Linked DNA regions of Cyprinus carpio: region 1 is linked to region 2. The links are chromatin contacts, called in public Hi-C maps. All regions are on one chromosome and are shown on one strand. The core of a region is the stretch at or near the end of the contact, and the rest is flanking DNA. Distances in the headings are between cores, read along the strand shown. Region 1 holds the start of LOC109092286 (dolichol-phosphate mannosyltransferase subunit 3-like). Region 2 has its middle 35 kb from the start of LOC109092287.

Evidence for each region. A called contact is a pair of places that touch in the nucleus more often than the background predicts.
Region 1: a Hi-C map of skeletal muscle shows a contact between it and region 2, with 1.8 times the contacts expected there. The contact joins the promoter of LOC109092286 here to the enhancer-like site in region 2. A contact is called at or near these places in 2 of 8 Hi-C or Micro-C datasets (liver and skeletal muscle).

Annotation. Positions count from the first base shown.
Region 1 is chrA19:11,049,285-11,054,397 of ASM1834038v1, forward strand. It overlaps LOC109092286 (dolichol-phosphate mannosyltransferase subunit 3-like), which reads right to left and starts at 2,652. Exons shown (of 2, transcript XM_042776423.1): 1 at 2,629-2,652; 2 at 1-151. The coding sequence starts at 98. It overlaps LOC122148806 (a long non-coding RNA gene), which reads left to right and starts at 9. Exons shown (of 3, transcript XR_006162623.1): 1 at 9-119; 2 at 948-1,045.
Region 2 is chrA19:10,988,117-10,993,817 of ASM1834038v1, forward strand. No RefSeq gene overlaps it. Among protein-coding and RNA genes, the nearest start is that of LOC109092287, 35 kb to the right of the region's middle. Within about 2 kb of position 3,710, at least 1 of the 8 cell types and tissues checked has an H3K27ac peak or open chromatin away from gene starts, as enhancers often do. A contact at or near this core is called in skeletal muscle, where this site is marked.

The sequences.
Region 1 (5,113 bases), core at 1,402-3,901, 60 kb after region 2:
TGAGGAGGCAACTGCAAATCAAGGAGGTCAAAGGTAACGAGTCCCCATGCCATGCCGATCAGTGACGCACCAAGAAGCCACTCCAGGAGCTTGGTCATTGTGCTGAAGACTGTGCAAAGGTGAAGGGCAAAATTATAATTGAAGAATCCACCTGTGAGGATAAATATGTTTCTATGAGGTTAGACAGTTCTGTTTCACGTATTATGCTGTATTGTAGGTGACACACACACACTGTAAAACTTCATTTATTTCAAAGTGGTCATGTATAGAACACTATATGAAACTAATATATATATATATATACATAAAATCACATTATCAAGAAACAATTTAATGAAATTAATTCAATTAAAAGCGACAATCACAATTTTTACAGCTAGTGCTTGAGACATGCGACACCGGATGATAAAGAAATTATAAATATTACAGAAAAATAATCGTCAATACACAGCTGTTGTTTAAAATTCGCAGTGATCCTCACTCTTATTGAACAGCTAAGTTAGCACGAATGCTAATGATTACAGGTGTTTACAATGAAATCTGACAACCAGCGCTAAACGGAGGCAATATTTTATCTTACCAACAATAATCAGCTCCTAAATACTACATACGCACAATAAAAATGCACGGATAATATAGAAATACACTCTCTCACTCGCTACTCAAAAGCCAGCTCACCACTTTCGGAATAAAAACGCACTTTGATGACGCGAAATGCCGAGAAGCATCATGGAACATGCAGTGTAAGTCTTCAGAGTCATGTACTACAAAAAGTCTATAAGACAATAAGTCTAAATTCGTCTTACCTATTATAAAGACAGTTTCAAGATTTGTTTGTTTGTTAATTATAACATCAGTCGTTTATCTGTAATGCAGGAAATGAAACGCCTGCTCGGTATCAGTCTGAAGCTGTTTTTGTCTGTCTGTGTCTGGCGCTTTTGGCGCAGTTCAGTGTCTTGTGGGTGCCGCGGGTGACATCCGCCCATTCAGCGCAGAGAACAGAAGCGAGTCCATGACCCATCACACCTCCTCACCAGCCAAAAAGGTATAAACATCACTCACAGACAGCACCGAGGCTCCTGAAAACATCACCCTCTCAGCAAACGCGAGGTTATTCTTAGTGATGTTTACACTTGTCAGCGAGTGTCTCTTTCAAGACTGCAAGTGGTTGTAAAGAAGAAATGTAGCAAAGTAGGGCATTTGTGTGGAGGTTTGGCAGCTTTTTAGATGACTGTTTTGTTCAGCACTACCTTCATTTCATTAAGACTATTACTACCAAATATTCAAGAGCATAAATGACCATACAAATGGAAATAATGTAGAAGAAAATCATGCAAAATACATCTATTTGTATCAAATACATCTATTTGTAGTTCTGCCCAGATGTATGTAATCCACTCAACTATCTATCTGTCTATCTATCTATCTATCTATCTATCTATCTATCTGTCTATCTGTCTGTCTATCTGTCTGTCTGTCTGTCTATATCAGGACAGTATGGCTGTGATTCTTGTCATAATCTGTGGTTCTTTGCTGCTTGGCATTTGCGTAGGAGTATGTGTTCAGTGAGCAGAACGTACACGAAGCGCAGTGGGGAAAAAAAGCAAGTTGGCCGTTCACAGTGTTTGATACTGCCAGTCCCCGGCTCTCCAGCTCAGGAAACCTGTGATCCAGCAGAGAGCAGTTGGCAGACACAACAGAACAGGCTGCACTGAGACGGAGGGGGGGTGGAGGGAGCGAGGGTGTGAGGAGAACAGCGCAGAGAACTTAAAGAATCAGATGAGAAGATGAAGGTCAGGCTTGGGGCAGGGACACATTCTGCAGTGGCGACAGGCTATAAAACTTTGTTGTTGTTGTTGTTGTTTCCAACTGGGAACGTTGCTTTCAGAATGTGGATGCTGCTTTGGTGAAATGACAGCGAGAAAGTGGAGAAATAGTGATCACTGGCAGCTGAATGAGAGGAGGGGCTGCTGCGTTTGGTGAGGAGCGCTACAGGTGCAGACTGGTCAGCCATTGACCTTAATGGTGCATTAAATCCAGATGCTTAAATAGCTTACATGCTTAAACCCTGGTCCCCTGCCACCACCCAGCGAGAAGAGATCTGCACTCTGAGTCTGAGTGTGTGTCTGTGTGTGTTTGAGTAGGTTTACTTAACGACACTTTGGGTCCATAATTATCCCCATATGCGCACTAAACTGGACAGAGAAATTTTGAGGGTATCCAAGCCAAGGACATCCATAATTGGAAAAAAAAACTGTTAAAAGAAAAAGTAGCAAATACATATATACATGGTATTTTTTATATGTTTGAAAGAAAACTCTTATGTTCACCAAGGTTCCATATATTTAATACAGAGAAATTATAATATTATAAAATATTATCACAATTTAAAATAACTGTTTTCTATCTGAATATATTAAATGATTGAATTTATAGCATCATTATTCCAGTCTTCAGTTTCAATCCTTCAGAAATCATTCTAATATGCTGATTTGGTGCTCAAGAAACTTTTCTTATTATTATCAACTGTTGTAAACAGTTGTGGTGCTTAATATTTTGTGTTTCAAGATTCTTTAATGAATAGAAAGTAAAAAAAAAAAAAAAAAAAAAAAACAGCAGAAAATTTACCTTTATTCGGGGTTTAAGACTGCATTGTGGACAATCCATGGCTCCAGTGCGAGCCTCTAGCATGTGGCAGACAAAATATGATTTAAAGGGAACAATTGCAGATAAGTGTGTTTATGAGAGAGAGAGAGAGAAAGGGAGGGAGGGAGACAATAGTGCCTGGCTCAAAAAAACAGGAACCCTCTGTTTCCTGTGCCTGAGATCTCAGTCTCAGTCTACTCTTTTTTTCACACACACACACACACACACGCACACACACACACACACACACACAAAGAGTGAGTTCATACAGTGACATTATATTTTGTTGTACAAATTGCATGAAGGAATTACATTATCTATCAAAAGGCAATGGAAATGCATCAAAGGAGCAGGTGTATTATACATAGGATTAGATATTTGAACACACCCAAACCCTAAGAATTCAAGTCAATGTGATTTATTTTTCTTTGCAATAACATTCACTGATGAATCATTTACAAGAAGACTAGGAACATGCATTAAGAAAGTAAATAAGGCCCATTTTGATTTCATGTTGACTTTAAACTTCTGTGTCTAGTTTGTTGCACACCATTTGTGCTGCATGAGTGATCCCACAGATTGTGCGGCTAGTTGTAGAGAGGTGTGCTTTTCTAAGCAATTGTGCTTAATGTTTTTACCCGGCGCATTATTAAATGTGTGAAGAAAAAAAATCCCATAGACTAACAAAGACTCGAGAAATCACATGCTCGTGCTTTAAATGATCTAACATATGTACACTACACAGATGTGATTTTGATGGAATGTATCTACACTGTTCAGAGTCGACCTGGCTGGATCTACCGTCATTTTCCAGTATCTGTGTATGTTGGAGGAACGGTCCCATTATTCTTGTCTTCAGTATGAAAACCATTCCTCAGTTAGGCTCAGTCCTGGCCAAATCCTGACATGGACGTTCAAGATGTCTTAGAAGTGTGTTTTCGGTCAGAGCTTTGATCTCCTATGCAGTGGGTTTTAAGACATTTTTTTGATAGTATTTCATACAAGTCAAACGCTTCATTAATGAAGACAACTGAGCAAGGGACAGCTGGACTCATAAATATTCACAGTATGGGGGAAATATAAACAGCATAAATTCTAACCTGACATCATGTGCCTAAACACAAAGTAGTAAGATGTTTTATGGTATGTGTAAGGGGGTTTTTTGTGTTCTTGTTGTAAGTGTACATGTTTTTGTTTGTTTCTTGGGTGGAGAAAGGAGAGAGAGAAAAAGGTTTTGGAGAAAGACATATGGAAACAGGAATGTGCTTTCTCAATCCCAATGTCAGCAGTCCTGTGGTCTATTTTAGAATCCCACCATGCATCTGTTTCTGGACAATTACAATATTTCTACATCATAAGCAAAACATCTCCCATATTATGAAGTTTTTCATCCTTATATATATATATATAATTTTATTCAGTAAGGATGCATTAATTTAATCAAAAGTGACAGTAAAGACAATATTGCAAAAGATATTTTTTTCAACAGTGACAATAATTAAAAATGTTCCTCGAGCAGCAAATTAGCATATTAGAATGATTTCTGAAGCATCATGTGACACTCAAGAGTAATCACAGGAATAAACTACATTCTAAAATGTATTCAAATAGAAAATGGTTAGTGCAAATTGTAAAAAAAAAAAAAAAAAAAAAAAAAAAAAAAAAAAAATCTCAATATTACTGTTTTTACTAGATTTTTTGGATGGATCGTAAGACCAGAAAATGTTGGATTAAAAAAAACAAAAAAAACAGGAAATACTATTCAGTTCTACTTTACAACTGACTTACCATCAACATCTGTACATAAATAATTCATTTCTCGGCAAAAAAATTTTTCCTGCTCTTTGAGCTATTTAAAAACCCCTTTTATGAAGGCTTCATTTTACCGAGCTGTGTTCAATTTCTAAGAGTAGAACAGTTTTGAGAAAAACTGCATGTTTTGGTGAAGAGATTTTCAAACCCAAAGAACCCCTGCTGCTGGTAAAATAAATAAATAAATATATAACTACAGCAGCTTTTCCCCCTAATTAAATTACACCGAATTAAAAGTAGTTGAAGTTCTTGTAATGCTTCAGTTTATGTTTTGAACTGAGATGACATTGAATTGATAAACTATAAACATATATAAATGTTTGGTGCAAATGTTGTATATAAGAAGCCTCACAGTGCATTGTTTCATACTGAGATAAATACTGCATTCATGGACTTTCGTTGTTCTTATTGTTTGTTTTAGGTGAAACTGAGGTCAATCACTGTGTTAGCAACAGTATAATGGCATTTTGTACTAAGAGTATGCATACCATACATCTGTATCTAACTCTCAGATGACATATTAAATTTGACATATTAAAGTTGCAGTGCTCTAAGAATGGACAATATCTCTTAACCTCTGTTTGAAATTACATTGACACTGAAACTTTAAACCTGGCTCACATCCAGGGATATGACAGCTATAGGTTTGGTATCG
Region 2 (5,701 bases), core at 2,460-4,959:
GGTTTCCTTGAGCCAAAAATACACAAGTATATGAGTTTAAAAAAGGGGGGGCAGTGGTTCCTAAGCTATATGTTCATTATACAGGCCAAAATCTTTGCACTATACATTTTCATTTTGCCTTAAATTAGAGAGAAGCTCAACACCAGTCTACTAAACGCCTCCATTTCCTCTACAAAGCATTTATTTGTGAAGAATAAGATGCTAAAACATTATATCAGGACTTGTTTCGTGACAAAAAAAAAATATCTCTTGCATAATCACAGAAAATAATCCATCAAAATGACGCTGTTGCACTACACTGCCTCTTGTAAACTTTGATCTTTTTTTAGTGCTTGTCATCACTCTCTTAATCTGACGGTCCTTCTCAGTAAATGTTAATATCCATTATGTTTGTTTTTTACTTAAGAATTCCTTTTACCCTTTCTGTCTTGTTTCATCTTGTCATTTTTCTTCAGTCTCTATCCCTTAAATGTCTTGTAATCCTCGCTCTGCTGTTAATCCTTTTCATCCCTTTGGTTTTCCTAATGTTACCATCCTTAAGTGACTTGTTCTTTTTTAGTCATCCCTTCTTCCCTCTCCATCCTTCTTCTCTTCTGCTTTCACCCTGCTCTCCTTCTCTCTCCATCTTTTACCCTATATTTAGTTGTAATCTGCTATTTTTGTTTCTACATCTGTACTGCGCTCAACAGCTGGGGCTGAATTTATACAAAGATCCACACCCACATGCTCACACACACCGCTGTAAACACACAAACATGAACACACCCCAGTAAACACACACACACATAAGCCTCTGGGAACCCACACACCCCTGTAAACATGTTGTGTCCACATTTTGCTCTTTAAGCACACATGCTAACCAGTGTTGGGGAGCTACTTCAAAACTGCAGCTTGTCAAGCTAAAATATAGTTATAATTGAAAGTAGTTACACTGACATTTAAAAAACTACCCAAAATATCCACCTTATTTTGCAACGTGGTAGTATGCTTTTGTGTGTGTGTGTGTGTGTGTGTGTGTGTGTGTGTGTGTGTGTGTGTGTGTGAGAGAGAGAGAGACTTCCAATTCATTAGCTGCTATAGATAAATTACTAGAAGAATAACAAACAGTAAAATATTGTGCGGCAAACCAATGTGTTTATGATTATGATAATAAATTAAAATAATATAAAAAAAATTAAAATATATTTCAGCAATTAGTAATAGTTTTCCTACACTGTTCATAGTTCACCCAAAAATTTTAATCTGCTGTTAATACACCCCCACTTAGACCATCGAAGATGTAGATGACTTTTTTTCTTCAGTAGAAAAGTAATGAAGATTTTTAGCTGAAACCGTGGTCCTTGGTGATTCATAAAATGCAAATTAGAGCCAAAAAAGCATATACAAATATAAAAATACCCATGGTTCCTTATGATATATTGAGGTCTTATGAAGTAAAACAATTGGTCTGTGCAAGAAACTGAACAATATTGACAATCTATAATCCGTTTTCTGTAACTGGAGCACAAAATAAGTTCTCAAAAGACCAACAGAAAGCTGTGTCTGTGTGAGCTGTGCTTCATACATCCCTATATTACCAAGAAAGTCATACTAGTTTGGAATAACATGAAGCTGAGTAAACGATACCAGAATATTAATTATAGGGTTGACTGTCCCTTTAAGTTAGTAACGTTGTCGTTTTTGGTTAGTAACTCCCCAGCCCTCATCCTAGCACACACACAAAGTGTCACAGGCAGTGTAATCCTTATCCTTGAGGGCTGGAGATGTTCAGCAGATTTTCCGGCTAACTACAGTCGGGCCGGCACCCCTGGAGCTTTTAGGTAAAGCAGCGGTTTAATTGATCACAATAAGACAGTCATTAGTTTGCATCCCGGAGAGACGCCCTGTTGTGTGTGCCCTGGACAACGACATCACAGCCTATTCTGTGGATGAAATTCAAACAAATTTATCCCAATTTAGCACTCTCATTACTGTTCCAAATGAAGAGACAGAGTGGCTGTAACTTTGAAGAGGCAAACAAAATCAGTTGCGTGTGTGTGTGTGTGTGTGTGTGTGTGTGTGTGTGTGTGTGTGTGTGTGTGTGTGTTGGTGTGTGTGTGTGTGTGAGTGAGAGAGAGAGAGAGAGAGAGAGAGTGAGTGAGATGTAGATTTGAAGAGGCAAACAAAATCAGTTGCGTGTGTGTGTGTGGGAGTGCTTTGATGGCTGTGGTGGTGAGAAAAGCCAGATGTAGACAAAATAGCTGATGAAATTAGTCCCATGGGACATTTCTTGTGCACATGGTGAGCACATAGTGTTGGCAGCATGTGGGGCAGGCTGAGGTTCAGTCCTGGGTAGGTGGTGTCCAGGTGGGCAGTTTGGATGGGAGACTGTGATGGCTGTCTGGCAGTCAATAAAGATTCCTTACTGGAACAGTAGAGCTCCTTTTATGCTGAACTGATGTTATGGTTGACATGATTCAAATCACCTCATCCTGCTTGTCATATTTGATTGTTTACCGTTGTCACAGTAGCATGTGCACTGATAACTTCTTTTCAAACGGTGTAGGGCGTATTTGAGGGAGTACCAATCTTTGGCTATAATGGACAAACTAACAAAGAAATGTGAACTCTGGAGACTTTTTAAAAATTGTATATCTTTTTTCCAAAAAAAAAAAAAAAAATCAGTTTTTCAGTGTGAGCAGACATTTTAGACCCCACTGTATGAAGTTTCAACGTGTATACAACTCTCAACAAATATGCACAAATGCCACATCTTGTGTAACGTCATTTTTCTTTTTATCATTGCAGCAGGGTTTCTGTGGGTCTTCAAAAGTCTTTATTTGCCCTTCCACAAATTAAGGCCTTAAAAGGTCTTAAATTGGAGTAGAAAGTCTTACATTCATAAAGTCATGGTAGTAAATGTGGCATGTACTGCAAAAAAAACCTGAATATCTTTTTCAGTTTGTCAGTATTTTTTTCCAGTACAAATACCTAAGCATCCTTAAATCAAAACACATTAACTTGAGATGCAAAGTAGAGATATGAAGTCTTGAATCGGAATAAAATTAAGTGAGTTTGTTTGAAACAAAAATAAATATATTTATATTTGACCTTTTTTTTTATCATAAATTCACTTAATTCTGGAAAAATTCTCAGAACTCAAGACATATGATGTGTCATTTTTGCATCTTGATTTATTTATTTAATTAATTAATTTTCACAGAAAGCAAGACAAAAATACTGAGGGAGGACACTACTTTTGTGCAGTTTGATCAGAATCAAATGTACAGTAAAAGTTATTTCCATTTTCCAGTTAAGGTTTTTTTTTTTTTTTTTTTTTTTTTTTTTTTTTTTTTTTTTTAAGTAATAGAGAAATTAGAAGTTGGAAGTGCTGCTAATACAATTTATTGTGTTCTCATTTGTGTTGCTTTTAATTTATTCATTACATTTTCTTAAATTGGTCTTCAAAAGGTCTTTAAAATAGTCTAAAATTTACTTTAATAAAACTTGCAGAAACCAACTGAATGTCCCTGTGTCTTTACAGATGAACTTAACTGACCGTGAGTTTGATTTGGGTTACCTGGAACATCCCCAATAATATGGTGAACATCCAACACAAATCAAATGCAAAATCGTGTACTTAAGAGTAATCTAGTGGTTATACCAGGAAGAATACTAAAAATGTATTGGTAAAAAGCTTTCAGGATTATTGACTAAGCTAACAGAGACAGACTGGCATCCACACAGCATAGGATCAACTCAAACGGGAACATTGTTGAAATGTTGTATAAGGTCCTTTGTGTCACGCTAGACTAAAAATACAGAAACTAATGCTGTCACGATACAAATAACAATGATTTAAGAGCTGAATGTTTCATAAACCGCTTAATGTTATTATTATTTCTACAAATGATCCTAAAAAGGCAGATAGGGATAAACCGTTTACCCAGTATAAACTGTACTGTGGCCATCTGCCCTCTGAAGAGCAGTTATGAACTTTACAACATGCCCTATGTCATAATCTCACCAAGGCTAATCCACTTTAGAAATATGCATATTGTAAAGGTTTAATATTCGCTAAAGGCCTTATTTAATCCATGAGTTTTCATTTACGGATCAACCCAGATGGATGCATAATGGTTCGAAGCACAGTAGAATAATAAGTGTCATCAAATATGGAAAGTGGAGTTATATATGACCTCGGTTACAAAACATTGAGTATGGAATATATAGGTAAATCAATAGATGAAGGCTGTTCCATCTGTCAGTAAAGACAATCTGATGTGGAATTCCTGATCAGGGAACTGCTTTTGAGAACAAATGGATGGTTTCAAACATAGAATGACAGTCAGAAAAGGAAAAAGCACAGCACAGGACTATAAAAGAGAAATGTATGGCACTTATTGAATAAGAGGTTGAGAGATCACACATTCTTATGATCATACATTCTCATAATATAAACATCTTTCCTGAAATGACCTTGCAAAAGTTACATCTCGGGTGGTTATTTCATTTTATAGGTAATTCATGAAGTTTTTTAATGCAAAAATTATTTTCATTTAAATGATAAATCATTCAATTTTAAATGTAATCAGTGTTATCTGGATACATTAAGTGATTTCAATAATAATATGTTTTAATAAAAATATTGGAATACATGCTTTAGCAACTTTTGTCATCTGAAACAAAAACAAACTTGTTTGTGTGGTTGTGAAAAAAAAAAAGAAATGTGTTTTTTGTATGGTTCTGGTATGAAGGAAAGGAATTGGATTTGAAGTGAAGTGAAGTAAAGAATGTAATTTATTTTTATTTTTAGCCCCTTCAGGGCAAGTCAAATTAAAGTACTTTATGTCAAAAGTGTGGAAAAGTATCTGCCGTAAATTCCATTAAGATTGAAAAGCAAACATACTGTGCAGATCATGTATCAACATTTCACAGATATCTTTTGGCAACGAGTTTTATTATCGTGTGTCAATATAAGTAGTGTAAGTGTAATGGGTTGTTGGTTGTTCTCATTTAATTTACACCTAATGTTGCAGACAACCAGACAATCATTGTTGGTCCGGATTAAAATCACTAGTCTCAAACTAGACTTAATCTGTGCTCTGGGATTCTAGGCACATTGCTGTCTTTTTGTCTGTGTCACTTTGAATCTGCAGTGTCTATTTTCATACCTGAATTTCTTTTTTATACAATTTTTTTTATTTTAATTTTTTGGAGATATATAATTGGATATATAATTATTCCATGCCACATCAGAGACATTATTTTAATATTATTATTAAAGGCATATATGTTTTTTTAATCAAAAGATGATTTTTTTTTTTATAAACTATATAAGCAAACTTGCAACTGAACTCAATTTAAAAATAAATGAACATAAAATAAAAATCTGTGATTTTTGCCACAGTTCTATACATTACTTTGCCTATAGTAATTGTGCTTAATTTTGTTAAACTTAATTTTCACTTATACAGATACATTTTGTACATTATGCATTTGAAGTTTGCACTAAAATCCACTTGGCTCTTTCCCCTGTGATAAGATCCTGCAACAAAATGCCTGAAATACACTGTGGTCTTGTGTAAAACCATTAGCCAAGACCTAGATCCAGACCAAAGCCACATTTATGTGGTCTTGAGAGATCTACGGACCAAGAACACAACTCCTGGCAGACACTGAGTGCTGATAGTACTCAGTCCAAACTGCAGACTGTCCCAGC